Linked DNA regions of Triticum aestivum: region 2 is linked to region 1. The links are chromatin contacts, called in public Hi-C maps. All regions are on one chromosome and are shown on one strand. The core of a region is the stretch at or near the end of the contact, and the rest is flanking DNA. Distances in the headings are between cores, read along the strand shown. Region 1 holds the start of LOC123102309. Region 2 has its middle 200 kb from the start of LOC123102309.

The links. A called contact is a pair of places that touch in the nucleus more often than the background predicts.
Region 2: a contact with region 1 is called in a Hi-C map of leaf, with 2.0 times the contacts expected there. The contact joins the enhancer-like site here to the promoter of LOC123102309 in region 1. A contact is called at or near these places in 3 of 5 Hi-C or Micro-C datasets (leaf and root).

The regions. Positions count from the first base shown.
Region 1 is chr5A:58,739,094-58,745,675 of IWGSC CS RefSeq v2.1, reverse strand. It overlaps LOC123102309, which reads left to right and starts at 3,393. Exons shown (of 3, transcript XM_044523614.1): 1 at 3,393-3,661; 2 at 4,034-4,275; 3 at 4,368-5,387. The coding sequence starts at 4,090. The coding sequence ends at 4,697.
Region 2 is chr5A:58,935,063-58,941,644 of IWGSC CS RefSeq v2.1, reverse strand. No RefSeq gene overlaps it. Among protein-coding and RNA genes, the nearest start is that of LOC123102309, 200 kb to the right of the region's middle. Within about 2 kb of position 3,289, at least 3 of the 8 cell types and tissues checked have an H3K27ac peak or open chromatin away from gene starts, as enhancers often do. A contact at or near this core is called in leaf, where this site is marked.

The DNA of each region.
Region 1 (6,582 bases), core at 2,144-4,643:
CTCCACGTCTCGCGCGAATGCTGCCACGACAGTCGATCCATGCTCACCTAACTTCGCTGGCATGGCGCCGGATCCGCCAACACCTAAACCTCCTACCCGACCCCGGAAACTGCTGCCATGGCAGCCGATCCGCACCCTCCTAATTCTGCTACCATGCCACGGATCCCGAGCCAGCTCCCAACACCACCCACTCCCCTCGCACACCCACTGCCCGTCGTCGCGCTCCCCCGCCACCTCCCAGCCATACCATGCAAACCCGCGTGCAGGCTGGTAAATTCCTCCCAAACCCTAAATACCACAACAACCTCTACCACCACTAGCACCTCCATCTCCCCCTTCCCAAAGAGTGTGCATGCTGCTTTGTGCGATCCATGTTGGTTGTCTAGAATTTAGGTGGAGTACAGGGCCTTGATGGAGAACCAGACGTGGCGGCTCGTTCCCCGACCAGTCGGTGCCAACATCGTCAGCGACAAGTGGTTGTTCCGGCACAAGTTCAAGGTCGACATCACTCTGGAGTGGTTCAAAGCCCGATGGGTCATTCGCGGCTTGTCCCAGCCTCTCCCCTGTGGTCAAGGCTGCCACCATTCACATGGTGATCATGGTTGCTGCTTCCCGCAACTGTCCTGTTCACCAGATGGATGTGAACAATGCGTTCCTCCATGGCCGCCTCTCCGAGCAGGTCCTCTGTCAACAGCCAGCCAGATTTGTCAATGCCGCCCACCCCGACCACGTTTGTCTTCTTGATAAATCATTGTACGACCTCAAGCAGGCGCCTCACGCTTGGTTTGCCCACTTCGCTACGTATGCTCGCCGGATCAGCTTCTCCAACACCCACGCAGATCCCTTGTTGTTCGTTCCCCACAACAACGGTGGCACGACGTATCTACTTTTGTATGTTGACGACATCATCCTTGTCGCCTCGTCGACTGCACTTCTTCAACACCTGCAGCGACAACTCTTTGCGAAGTTCTGGATGAAAGATCTCGGGCCCCTGCACTACTTCCTGAGTATCACTGTCACCCGCAGCGAGCGTGGCTTCTACCTGTCGCAGCGCAAGTACGTAGAGGAGCTGCTCGAGCGTGCCAACATGCATGCCTGCAAGCCCGTGGTCACATCGGTGGACATCCGCGCCAAGCTCTCTACTTCCGACGATGCACCCGTCTCTGATCCTTTGGAGTACCGCAGACTCGTCGGTGCGCTATAGTACATGACCATGGAAAATAATCCTGTCATGAAATGTCGGGTAGGTGCTCGGCCATGATGTTTGGGGCCAACGAGCACGCAGTGGTCCACGCGTGGGGCCACAAACTGCCTCTCGACGGCCAAATCTAGCATGAGCTCCAGGGGCCTCAGCAACGAAGTTGTTTTGTATTTTGATGGAAGCTGTGAGGCAACGGAGGTGAGAAAAGTGGAATCATAGGTTGTCGTCGATCTTTCTTTTCTTCCTTGGCGACGAGGGAGGCCTCCTCCTCCGCTTGCTCCTCCTAAAACATCTACAACCCCTCCTCCGACTGTGACACCCAATCGACCCGCAGGGGAACCAACACCCACGGTGGCTCCCGGTTTAGGGAGCTGTCCCTGAATCCGGTTTCGCTCACTGACGATCACTTCTCGGCGTCAGACTTCTTGCTTGTTGTGGCAAGCGAAGGTTTGGTGTTGTGCGGCAGCCACTGGATGTGCGGGGTAGGATGATGATTATGCACGTACTGTTTGCAAGGAGGAGCCTCGTGGGCTTTTAAGCCGTAGTAGGCTTCTAGGTCATGGCACGGCCAATAATGCGGGTAGACGGGAGGCGGATCTACCAGAGTGAATGGGGGCAGGCGGGATGCTCGTGTGTTGCAGTGAACCCGTTAGACCGGAGTGGACATGGTGCGGGAAGCCGCATTGGCAGAGTATGACGTGACATCCATCTGAACTCTCCAAACTCCTTGTAATTGGCGCAAATTTGCGGGATTTTAGTCGGGACAAATTTGGTAACCGCCATTGAATGGTCAAAAGTGTGTGGATGGCCCGGTCCAGATATTTGTGGGTAATTTAATGATCAACGTTGAAGTTGCTCTAAGATAAACATGGGTTTTCAGAGCAACCTTGTTGAGCAGTACATAGAAAAACAAAACAAATATATGAGAGAGTAGAGAAGTAACTCAGGTCTAACCTGACCATCTAGGTCGACACGACCCGTCAAGCCTCGGATAAGGCAAGGCACAGCACAACCCATGTCGGCCTTTCTATAAAAAGGATGCGTCGTGCCAACTCGAAGAGTTTGGATGGAGGATCGGCCCCGCACACCGACCCACATTAAAAAGGCCAAAAAGGACATAAAAGGCCTAAACTACCAAAAAAGACCTAAAAGGCTTAAACATCCCTAAAACAATTGTAGAAATACCCTAAAACGTCCAAAACAGCTCTAGAAAACCCCTAAAATGGCGCCATAGTTAAAAGGGTCGTGTCAGGCCACCCTTAAAGCTTGACCTTAGGAATCAACACTGGCCCATGGCGTGCTGAAGGCCGGCCCAACCCATGTATCCGCGTGCCACTTCGTGCCGTGCCAAAAAATACATGCCGCGGGCTGGATTTATAAGCACGACCCATATGGCCAGGTTTGTCCAGGTCTCATCATTTTAGATCCAAAATGGTGGTACTCCCTCCTTTTCGGTTTATAGGGCTTGAATTTAAAATCTCGTCAATCAATGCAGATGATGAGTGGAGTATCTCATAATTTATAAAATTACTCAAACTTTAATATGGATTAATTACAATATATACATGGATGACCACCAAATGAGTAGGAATAGTTACATGCACTGGTTGGTTTCTTTTAATCTTTGCATGCATCAATTTAATGCAACTTGGATTGTGAACATGTGGTGGAATGAAGTGAAAATAAGACTTATAGTATGGTAAAACCAAAAAAATGAGATGAGCCCAATAAACCAGAGAGAAGGAAGTACTATGTTACAAAGATAATGTCTCTAAAAATAAGGAAAAACTACGCTACAAAGATCAGACTCCTGCACATGAGACCTCTTTGCAGAGATACAAATTATATCAAAATTATTGGCAGACAGCTTAGGATTCAAGAGCAAGTACACAAGGAAACAAGGGGTGGTGGAGTGGCGTACAGACCAAATCATTCAAAGAAGCACGAAAACCAGCCTCCCTACACAAATAAAAAGAAACCGAAAGAAAAGGTGGCCTCCATGACCAATCGAGGAAGAAAAAGGTCCCATCTTGTTTATTGCTTCAATTATGGCAGCAGTTTTGCCGTGCAGGCCGAAATAATTTCCTCTTGCCCCCCACCAGCTTTTGCTCAACCTGCTTCCCATATGCAATTATTAAATATCTCCCCATTTTTTTACTATCAAGGATTCCCTTCTTTATATTATGAAAGAAAGAGAAAAGAGAGAAAATAACAATATTTGCCACTTGCTACGGGTAAGCTGTCCCCGTGTGGTTCCCCGTTTCCTGGCTATTTAAGGCCTCCCATCCCCTCCTACCCTTTCCTTCCTCCCATCGGCACGCCCATCCCGCTCCTCTCATAATCCTGAGAGTTTCTTCTTTTGTTTTATTTTTATTTCTTGGTAGGAGTAACAATAGTTTTGGCTCTCCTCCTTTCTCTCCCCCTGTATCCAAGGAGAGAAATCCAGAGGCGAAGCTTCAGGTAAACATCAACCTCCTCTCCCCCATCTCTCTATTTATCTCTCTCCCTCTAGTTTCTCATCTTCTGTTGGGGATCTGTGTTGTGTGGTCTGGGGTAGAGGTGAGGCTCGTTCTTTCTGTTTTCTTGATAGGTTTTGTTACAGATCTTGGGAACCCACCACATGTTCTTGCAAAAAGAGAGAATAAAACCGAGAGGATTTGTTCTTCTGTGACAAATCTTCTGGAAGGTTCCAGTTTCTTTTGATTTCTTTCTGTGTGGGTGGGGAAAAATCAGATTAGTTAGCAAATGTTTTTTGGTGTCTCGTTCGTGTGAAGATTGAACGATTTTAGAGGTGAAACTGAGCAATTTCTTTGGCTGTTCTTGTTCTTGCAGGGTCTGTAAATTTTCCGGATCTAATCAACTAACCGAAAAAACCCAAAAAAGAAACCATGAGCCACTTCGCCGCCATGAAGAGCCCCGTCCCGGTCGCCGCCGCTGCCGCTGCCGCCACCGACGCGAAGAGCCCGCTCTTCTGCCCCAAGCCGCGCCGCCCGGTCGCGCCCCTCCGGTGCCACCAGAGCGGCCACTCTGACGCGGGCGCCGGCATGGATCTGCTCGACCTCCTCCTATCAAAGGTGAGTTCTTTCTCCGCCTCGGCCCAAGATCCATGATTTCCTCGCGTGGCTTCTCCAACGGGTCGCTGATGTTTCTGCTCCGGTTCTTGCAGGGCGACGAGAGCAATCTTTCCGCGGCGTCCCCTCAGCCGCCGCTGTTCTGTGGCTCGCCTCCGCGGCGGGCCTCGAACCCGGTGGTCCACGACAGCCGGTTCGGCATGGACTGCCCGTCCAGTCCCCTGCCATGGTGGCCGGTGATGTCGCCGGTCACGCCAGCGCCGGTGGTGGTCCGTCCCACCCCACGCCCGGCGGGACCGCCGATGTCGCCCCGTTCCTCGGCTGGGTGCGCTCGCGTGTTCCAGCCAGCCGTCCGCGTCGAGGGTTTTGACTGCCTCGACGGTGGCCGTAGCGGCCGTGGCCATGGCATCGCCGCCATGGTCTAGATGCACATACAACATCGAATAACCAGGAAATCTTCTCCCCTCAGTAGTGCAAAAGCTTTGGGAGGGAGAGAGATGAGAGTGAGGAGATGAGTGAGAGGAGCTTAAGTCCAAAATTTAACCCCTAAAAACTATATAATCCATCAATCAAATCCCATAAGTATAATGAGTCTAGGTAATTTTACCACAAATCTTTTTGTATGTAAATAAATTTCAGGTTCAGATGCAGGTGCCCTTCATGTAAATTTGGGAGCTCTAGTTTGGGGGGACGGGGTAGAAGAAATCTAGAAGGGGGGATCTGGGACAGAGGGCACGAGAAACACGAAGTTTAGCCCTCTTTGTATGAATCAATTTTTTCATGAGTCCCTTTGCCTTCCTTCTGGATTAGTCATTCAATTAGGTTGGAGGGAGGGGTTGGGAATTAGTTAGGTACCTGTCCTAGTTCATCTGTCATCATGCTTATTTTTGGTTTATGATGGAATTGTTTTTGTCCATGCAACCAAGAAATCCAGGGCCAGCAAGGCCATGGAGATGTGTACAAAAGAGTGGCTACCAGAAGAGAAGAGAGAGCAGCTAGGTTTAAGTCAAGTCAATGAGTGAGTTGTGTGAGAGGCATGAATGATGTATTCCTGATATCGTTTTCTCTGTATATGTAATATATCGTTTCATTGAAGCAATATGTGTAATATCTCATGCCATGATTATCACCATCCCTTGTGACATCTTTTATTTTTTGGAATTTTTCGTCACCTCTCAATTTCTTGGTGGTTGGAGCCCCATCACAACACATGGTTTCCATGTGCTCAACCAACACGTAGGTGATAAGGATGCTGACTAGCCAATGACTAATGCAAAATAGCCTCCCTGAGTGGCTAATAATCTCAAGCTGGCTCATGGGGATCTGAAGGGCCAAAGATGAAATACCATGGTTTTTCTTGTGGCCTTCACCCCAAGTGTGTCCTTTTCTTTGAGATGTACTAGATGTGGTACTACTACTAGTACTGAATCTTTTGTGTTGAATCCACTGGATTTATTGGGGCGGTCAATCAATCAACCAAGTTGTTGACGCAGATGCTCTGCCAACAGCTGCAACGGTGAACAAGTTGCACTATTTACCACCAGTAAAATACAGGCCGAAAAAGCATGCAGCACACGTTCTTATCTTGCCACCTGCTGCGAGTCAAAAGCCACATGCTTTGTGGCGTCTTGTGCCTGCCACAAGGTGAGACGTAGATGCAGTGATCTCACCTCAAAAGGTGTGAGGCTGGGAGGGAAAAGGAGGCAGGAGGATGCAAGCAAGCAAGCAAGGGGCATGGCAACTTGAGTGCACTTGAGGACAGATTCAAACGCAGGATTTCACCGGAAGTAAAGTAATCTTTGTTTGGATCTCAGGCCAGGCCTTTTCGAAAGGAGAATATATAGTAGACCCTGAAGATGCTTGAGATATTTTTGTTTATGTCTCAGACTGACTCAAACACAGAAACTGAAGGAAATAAAAAGACCCATGTATAGATATATTTTTGATTTTTTTTCTGTCTATTTACACTTCTCAGTTACTGCTGCTCTGATTTTCCCTCGCCATGTTTAAAGTAAGACACAACATAAGCTCTTGACTCTTGATAGCTGCATTTTGCGCCCTGCTGGTTTTTTGTCAAATTGGTTGTCAACCTCACACTTTCGGCTGCAATTGGAGCACAATCAGTGGAATCAGAGCTAACCTAAAAGCCCATGACGCCCCCACCCGTCAGGTGCTTGTCTGTCCTTTTCAACAAAAAAAATGTTTTAGCTTTAAAAATGCATGATGACCGTTCAGCCGTCCAACTGGCAAGCTCCAATGCGGGAGGAAAAGAAAATGGTGAGGAAAGAGAATACTCCCCCACACATTATA
Region 2 (6,582 bases), core at 2,040-4,539, 200 kb before region 1:
TCAATGCTGTTGATGGTGTGCTTCTTTCTTCTTCTGATGCGACAGAGTACAGGAGTATTGTTGGTGGGCTCCAGTACTTGACGATCACGCGACCAGACATTTCCTATGTTGTTAACCGAGTCTGCCAGTATCTGCAGTCACCCCGTGACACTCATTGGTCTGCTGTTAAGCGGATTTTGCGCTATATTCGTTTCACGGTGGCTCATGGTTTGCATATTCGGCCGTCTGACTCTGGTTGTCTTTCAGCATATTCTGATGCAGACTGGGCTGGCAATCCGGATGACAGGTGATCCACGGGGGGTTATGCTGTCTTCTTTGGCTCTAACCTGATTGCCTGGAGTGCTCGGAAACAGGCTACTGTCTCGCGTAGCAGTACTGAGGCTGAGTATAAGGCTGTGGCCAATGCCACATCAGAGATCATCTGGGTACAGTCCTTGCTTCAGGAGTTAAGTATACCCCAATCACAGCCTCCTGTTCTTTGGTGTGATAACATCGGTGCTACATACCTTTCTGCAAATCCGGTATTCCATGCCCGAACGAAACACATTGAAGTTGACTATCACTTTGTGCGTGAACGTGTCTATCAGAAGCAAGTACAGTTCAAGTTTATTTCTTCCAAGGATCAACTTGCTGACATCTTCACCAAGCCATTGCCTTTGCCACAGTTTAAGACTTGCAGGCGCAATCTTACCCTTCTAGATTCATTAGAAAGTGGCTAAGATTGAAGAAGGGTGTTAGACTGTATTTACATGTGTATATTGTAACGTTGTATACCACCTCATTATATATATATGTGATAGGCCACCCCTAGAGGGTTGTGTCGGTCCCCCCAAAGCTCCGCAGATGGCAGATCAGAGGGCTGCAGCCCGCCGGCAGTCCCGACAGCCACAGCCAGCGCGCTCTGGGCATCGCTTCTTTCGTGATCAGAGTCTTCCTGCATCTCTTGTCCCCTTGACCCAGCAGCGGGTGCTGCCTGGACCACATGGAGCGCCGGAGTGATGAAAACCCGCCTCGAGTCTCGTGCATCCATGGCCGCCGGCGCCGAGACGGCTGGGCTCGCGTCCAGCACCGGACTTGAGCTCTGCCCGCGGTCCGTGGGGGCCGCAGATGTCCCCTCGTCCCGCCTCCGGTACCGTCGAGGCTCCGGCTCCCGTGCAGACGTGTCCCGGCAGTGCGCACGGTCGCGGACTCCCTGCCAGAACCGAGACTACACTCCGCTCCGCTTCCCGCGCCTCATTCCCTGGCCGTTATCGCGGTCGTCTCTATCGTCGTCCGGGCGGCGACGCACAGGGGGGAGCACGCGTTGGTGCCTCCGGACGAGCTCTGCGCTCACCATCCTTCGTGCCCATGTGCCAGTCTTTGTGGCGGTAGACACGCGGCCATTCCTGATCCCCATCACGCATCGGGCTTGCCGCAGGCGAGATGGGAGTGTAGTCCTTGACCACGTCCAGGTGGATTAGGACAGGAAAATGCGGCCCTTCTTTGCCCTGCTCCGCCGGCACACCCTCCGGCAGTGAATCCCTTGAGTGCACCACGTCGTCGCGGTTGATGACATTGAACTCGGAGGCGCGCGGGATGAGGTCCGCATCCCATGTCCAGAGCCACGCGAAGAGGGCGGAGCAATTGGCCTTGGTCAGGTATTGCCGCTCGATGAGGTCGAGCTTGCAGCATTTGCCGATCACCTCTTGCACGTTGTCCCAGTCCCATGCGTCAGCGGCAGGCCCTCAATGGCCACCCTGCAGTAGTAGCGCCAGACCCGGCTGCCGCCCGGAGGGGGAACCAGGGCCGGAGCTGGAACTTGATGCCGGCCACCTCCACGTAGCGCCCTTCGAAGACCATGTCGCACTGTCGACGCTCCTTCAGGGTGAGGATGAAATCCTCCGGAAAGCAAGGAGCCACGTCGATGTCGCGCCAGGGATGATCTCTGCAGCAGAGAGGGTTCAGAATCTCGCATTGGATAAGCTCGCGAGATGTTACTCGCTCCACCACCTACCGCAGCTACCGCGGCGGCCTCCCCTACGCTCGCCGGCCTGGGGCTGCCGCAGCTCATTGATGGTGCATCAGGGCGCGTGCTGCCCTGTATCGCTCTCCGGGAGGCAGTCGTCGGTCCGCCCGAGGGCTGGGTGGACCTGGTCTCCGGGAGAATCCTTCCGTGTGTGGCTCTGTCCGCCATGGCGGAGGAGGCTGCATCTCGAGTAAGTGCGCCCCCCTCCCTTTCCTTTCCCGGGCAGGTGCACACCACTCAGTCCGAGCTGCCAGAGCTCCTCCGCCGCTCTTGGGCTGATGTGGCCAATTCGGCCAGGCCGCGCCTGAACTCCATTATTGTGGATCCTGCGGTGGTGGACGCCAGCCCCGCTCCGGGCACCGCTGCTCGTCAGGCACGCGAGGGATCTCCTGCGTCTGGGCATCAGATTTGCACGCCGCCCGTACCGCCTGACCCCGCCACAGCGAGCCGCGAGTGGACGCGGGTGCTCTCGAGGCGTGAGAGGAGCCTGGCGAGGCGCCAGATAGATTGCCCGCGGCAGCGGCCAAAGGATTCGGCGGGATCTCACCATGAACGCCCGGCATCCGCAGCTGCAGAGGCCTTCAAGAGGAGATTTGGGAACTGCTGCTACCGATGCCTCGCCCCCCGGCATAAATTCTTCGAGTGCCGCGACCCTCGAATCTGCTACACCTGCAAGCGAACGGGCCATCTCGAGCGTGAGTGCCCTGTTCGTAGAAAAGACACTGCTGGGCACGCCCCCGATCTCACTTCTGCCATGCTGCGCACCCCCCACGCCAGGTCGCGCACCCCCGCCGTCCACCGCTATCTGCAGGCACCAAAGGAAGGCCCTGCCGCACCCCCGCCGAGTGCTCCGGTGCCGCCCCAAGGTCCAATGGAGGAGTAGTACATTCCGGGGGCGGCGCATCGTAGGCCGATGACGTCCATCAGCTCGGTGGTCAGCACGCCGGCGATGGAGGCAGAGTCCTACCGCCTCAGAACCACGGCGTTGTTGCTCACTGCCACTGGGCCCTGCGACGCCATCTCGGCGGACATGGTGGTGAGGGCCATCGAGCGCGACACATGGCCACTGGTGCTGCCATGGTTTGGTCTCACTGCTGGCCTGGTGGGAAGAGAGTGGCAGGAAGATGCCAATTCTATCCCTTGTTTTTAGAATTATTTCTGGGGGACAGCGGAAATCGAGATGGCTTGATATTTTATCACCATCGTGCGCTCTTTCTTCGCTCCCTCCATGGCTGGTCAAACCTCTGATAAACAACGCCCAGTAGTTTACCGTTGTATACCCAATTAGCTTCGTAGTCACACTAATTATGTACGGAGTAGGTTTGCTTTTCTTCGGTGTTAGCTGTGGGGCACCCTGTGAAATCACTCGGGGCCCCACGGACTCCCAAAATACGCAACGAATTTCATAGTCACGAAACGGCCAAACCACTCCATGACTCATGGGTTCTGGCTCTTGCGCGGCCGTTAGTTTTCTCTATTGAGCATCGGATATTTCCTCTTCTTGGACCTCTACACCTTCAACAACTAGGGCTGAAACAGATTTAGAAGAAAAAACACAGGGATATGGTGATATCACCCAAATGCCTACGTATTGCTTTTGTTGCAATGAATGCTCACCGCAATGAATTTTGTCTCATCAAAAACATCTTCATCCAAGTAACTTGTTTTTCTCGTACTCGCAGATTTCAAGGGGCTCCTCTCCGGTGCATGTGTGGGTGGTATGTTTTCATGTGCAGAATTACACACCATAGGTCTAAGGGCTAGTTTAGTTGAAGTCCACACAAAAGTTTGCTTGTCCTGGAGCCTGCCTGAGAGCAGCCTGGAAGATGTTTCGTTCGTGTCCAGGACTCAAACCAAACTAGCCCTAAATGTCTCGTACGGTGGCACATGGTGTATCCATTTTATACATTACAAAAATTTCCAAGATACCAGGTTGCATGGAGCTTGATCATATCATTGTTAGTTATGAATATGCATATTATTGGACAATCAGGCAGTCTTATGATTACATTTCAAATATAAATCATGAAAAACAAAACACTATCATGTACTCTGTGTCCCAAAATAAGTGTTTGCTGTTAACTGACCCTAGTCCTCTGTATAGCTCTCCCATGACCTGCACGATCACCACGATCTACTTCATGTCGCTCCCCTACTCTATGCGCTCTCTCTGTTGTACTGTAACACCATATATACCCAAGAGAATACAGCAGCACCCAAGGTGCACTGCTTCCCCGATCCCACCAGTTCACATGGTATCAGACGCCGGTCTCCTCCCGTGACGCTAGACCTCTTCCGCTGCTCTCTCTTCCCCATCCCTAACCGCACCTAGCCATGGTCGCACCTTCTCCCCCGCCTCCTCCACCACCCATCTTCGGCCATGGCGTCGGCGGCGCCCCTACCACACCAGCAGCACGCCGCCCACCCTCCTCACCCCATCCCTCTTCAACTGCGGTGGCGCCTTGTTCGTCCCAGACCACACCGCCTCCTCATCCACTACACCAGCACCGCCTAACCCCTCTCCTCTCTCGAGCGTGTTCATCAATCAACACGTCCCGATCGTGCTCTCGCTCAACCCTCCTAAGTTCTCCCATTGGCGTACACTCTTTGAGGTGATGTTTCAGAAGAGCGATGTAACCGACCACATCACCGGCGCGCCGCATCGTGCCGATCCGGGCTGGATGCAGGATGAGACCCAAATCGTGTCCTGCCTCTACAACCGCGTCAGCGCCGACAACTTCGGGCTCATCCATCAGCGTGGTGCGACTGTGGCCGAGGTTTGGGCCGCGATCTACACCCTCTTCCTCGAGAACAGCGAGCACCAGGTGGTCATCCTCGCCACCAAATTTCACCGTCTCGAGCAGGGCTTCATGTCCATCATCTCCTTCTTCGCCAAGCTCAAGGATTGCGCCGATGGCCGATCTCGACGCCCCTGTCACTAATTGTGATCAGGTACTGAATATTATCCGAGGGCTACATCCCCGCTTTCTATACGCCATACCTATCCTCACCATGAAGACTCCCGCCCCCACCTTACTCCGCTGTCATGGATTTCTACCGCTGGAGGAAAGCCGTTAGGCCACTGACACCGCTCTCCATGCTGCCCGCATGCCGAACAACACCCATGGTGGCGGGAGTGGTGGTGGTGGCAACTTCCGTGGTGGCTGGGACGGCGGCGGCGGCTACAAGGGCAAGGGCAAGAGCTCCGAATCCGGCAGGGGCGGCTCGTCCAACAACGGCGGCGGGGGGGGGGGAGGGCAGTCCTCCAACTTCGAAGAGGGAGGTGTGCCACCCCGTCACTTCTCTGGCCCCGACACCATTGACCGGCATGGTGCATGCCTGACCCATGCCGTGGCAACCACATGCTCCGGGCGCCGGCATACTCGGGCCGCGCCCCAGTGGCCCTTCGCCATTCGCTGGCATGGCCTGCCACCAGTCCACGACGCCCAACAACAACGCCAACTACGGGCCGCCGACTGTCTGGCAGCCAGCTGTGACGCCACATCCATTGTACGGTGCCCCGACCGCTAGCTCTCACTACAAAGAAAGACACATCCGTGACATTTTGGGCCGAACGAATTCTATCATTCTTAGGACACTTCTATGACGATAATGGTGACAAAACCCAGTATAATCATAGATGTGGTGGGCTCCTACTTCTATGACAAAAAATCATGACAGAAAAATGGGCTTTTCGTCCTGGGCGGGCCGGAGATGCACCTGCATGACATTCTTTGGGCCATCCATGACGGAAAAAAATCGTGGTAGAAGCGAGGGCGAGGAAAAATTCGGGGAGTTCCCGGTTACGGTGGGTGGTCGGGGCCGAGCGATACACGAAGAGATTGCGCGTTTCTCTCGTACACGTACGTGCACCTGTGCGAGGCATTGGGCTCTAACTAAACCCAAGCGAGGTGTTCGCTTACTCAACCGAGCGATTGCACTAGCTACGTTACTGAACCCGAGCGATCGATAGATCCCTGGCTGTTAACTGAACCCGACCGAGGGAGTCCTTCACTACTTCTGCTAACTGAAGCCGATCGAACTTGCTGCCTCTTGATGAACAGTGAACATGGGGGTTGGCTGAATGGATCGAGACGTACATGGTTGGGATTGGATGAACTGTTCCCATTGGGGTTGGATGAACACGACCTCGTGGTAGTAGTAGGCCATTGCCGCTGGATGAACATGACCCGAAGAGGAGGCCGCCATAGCCGACCTACTTGGGGGTTGATAACCCACAAGTATAGGGGATCGTTTGTAGCCTTCTTCGACAAATAAGAGTGTCGAACCCAATGAGGAGCTAAAGGTAGAACAAATATTCCCTCAAGTTCTATTGACCACCAATACAAATCTACGCACACTTGAGGTTTGCTTTACCCGAAACAAGTATGAAACTATTTTGCAAGGATAAAACTATAAGTACTTTGTGAGAATAAAACAACAAATAAATTGCAAGGTAATAAAAGTTGATAGTTTTTGTCAACAAAAAAGTCATTTGTCCCTAGGGGAACAATTTATAGTATTCAGGTTTCCTATGATACTCCCACTATTATTAATGAGAATAAAATTGCTTATAT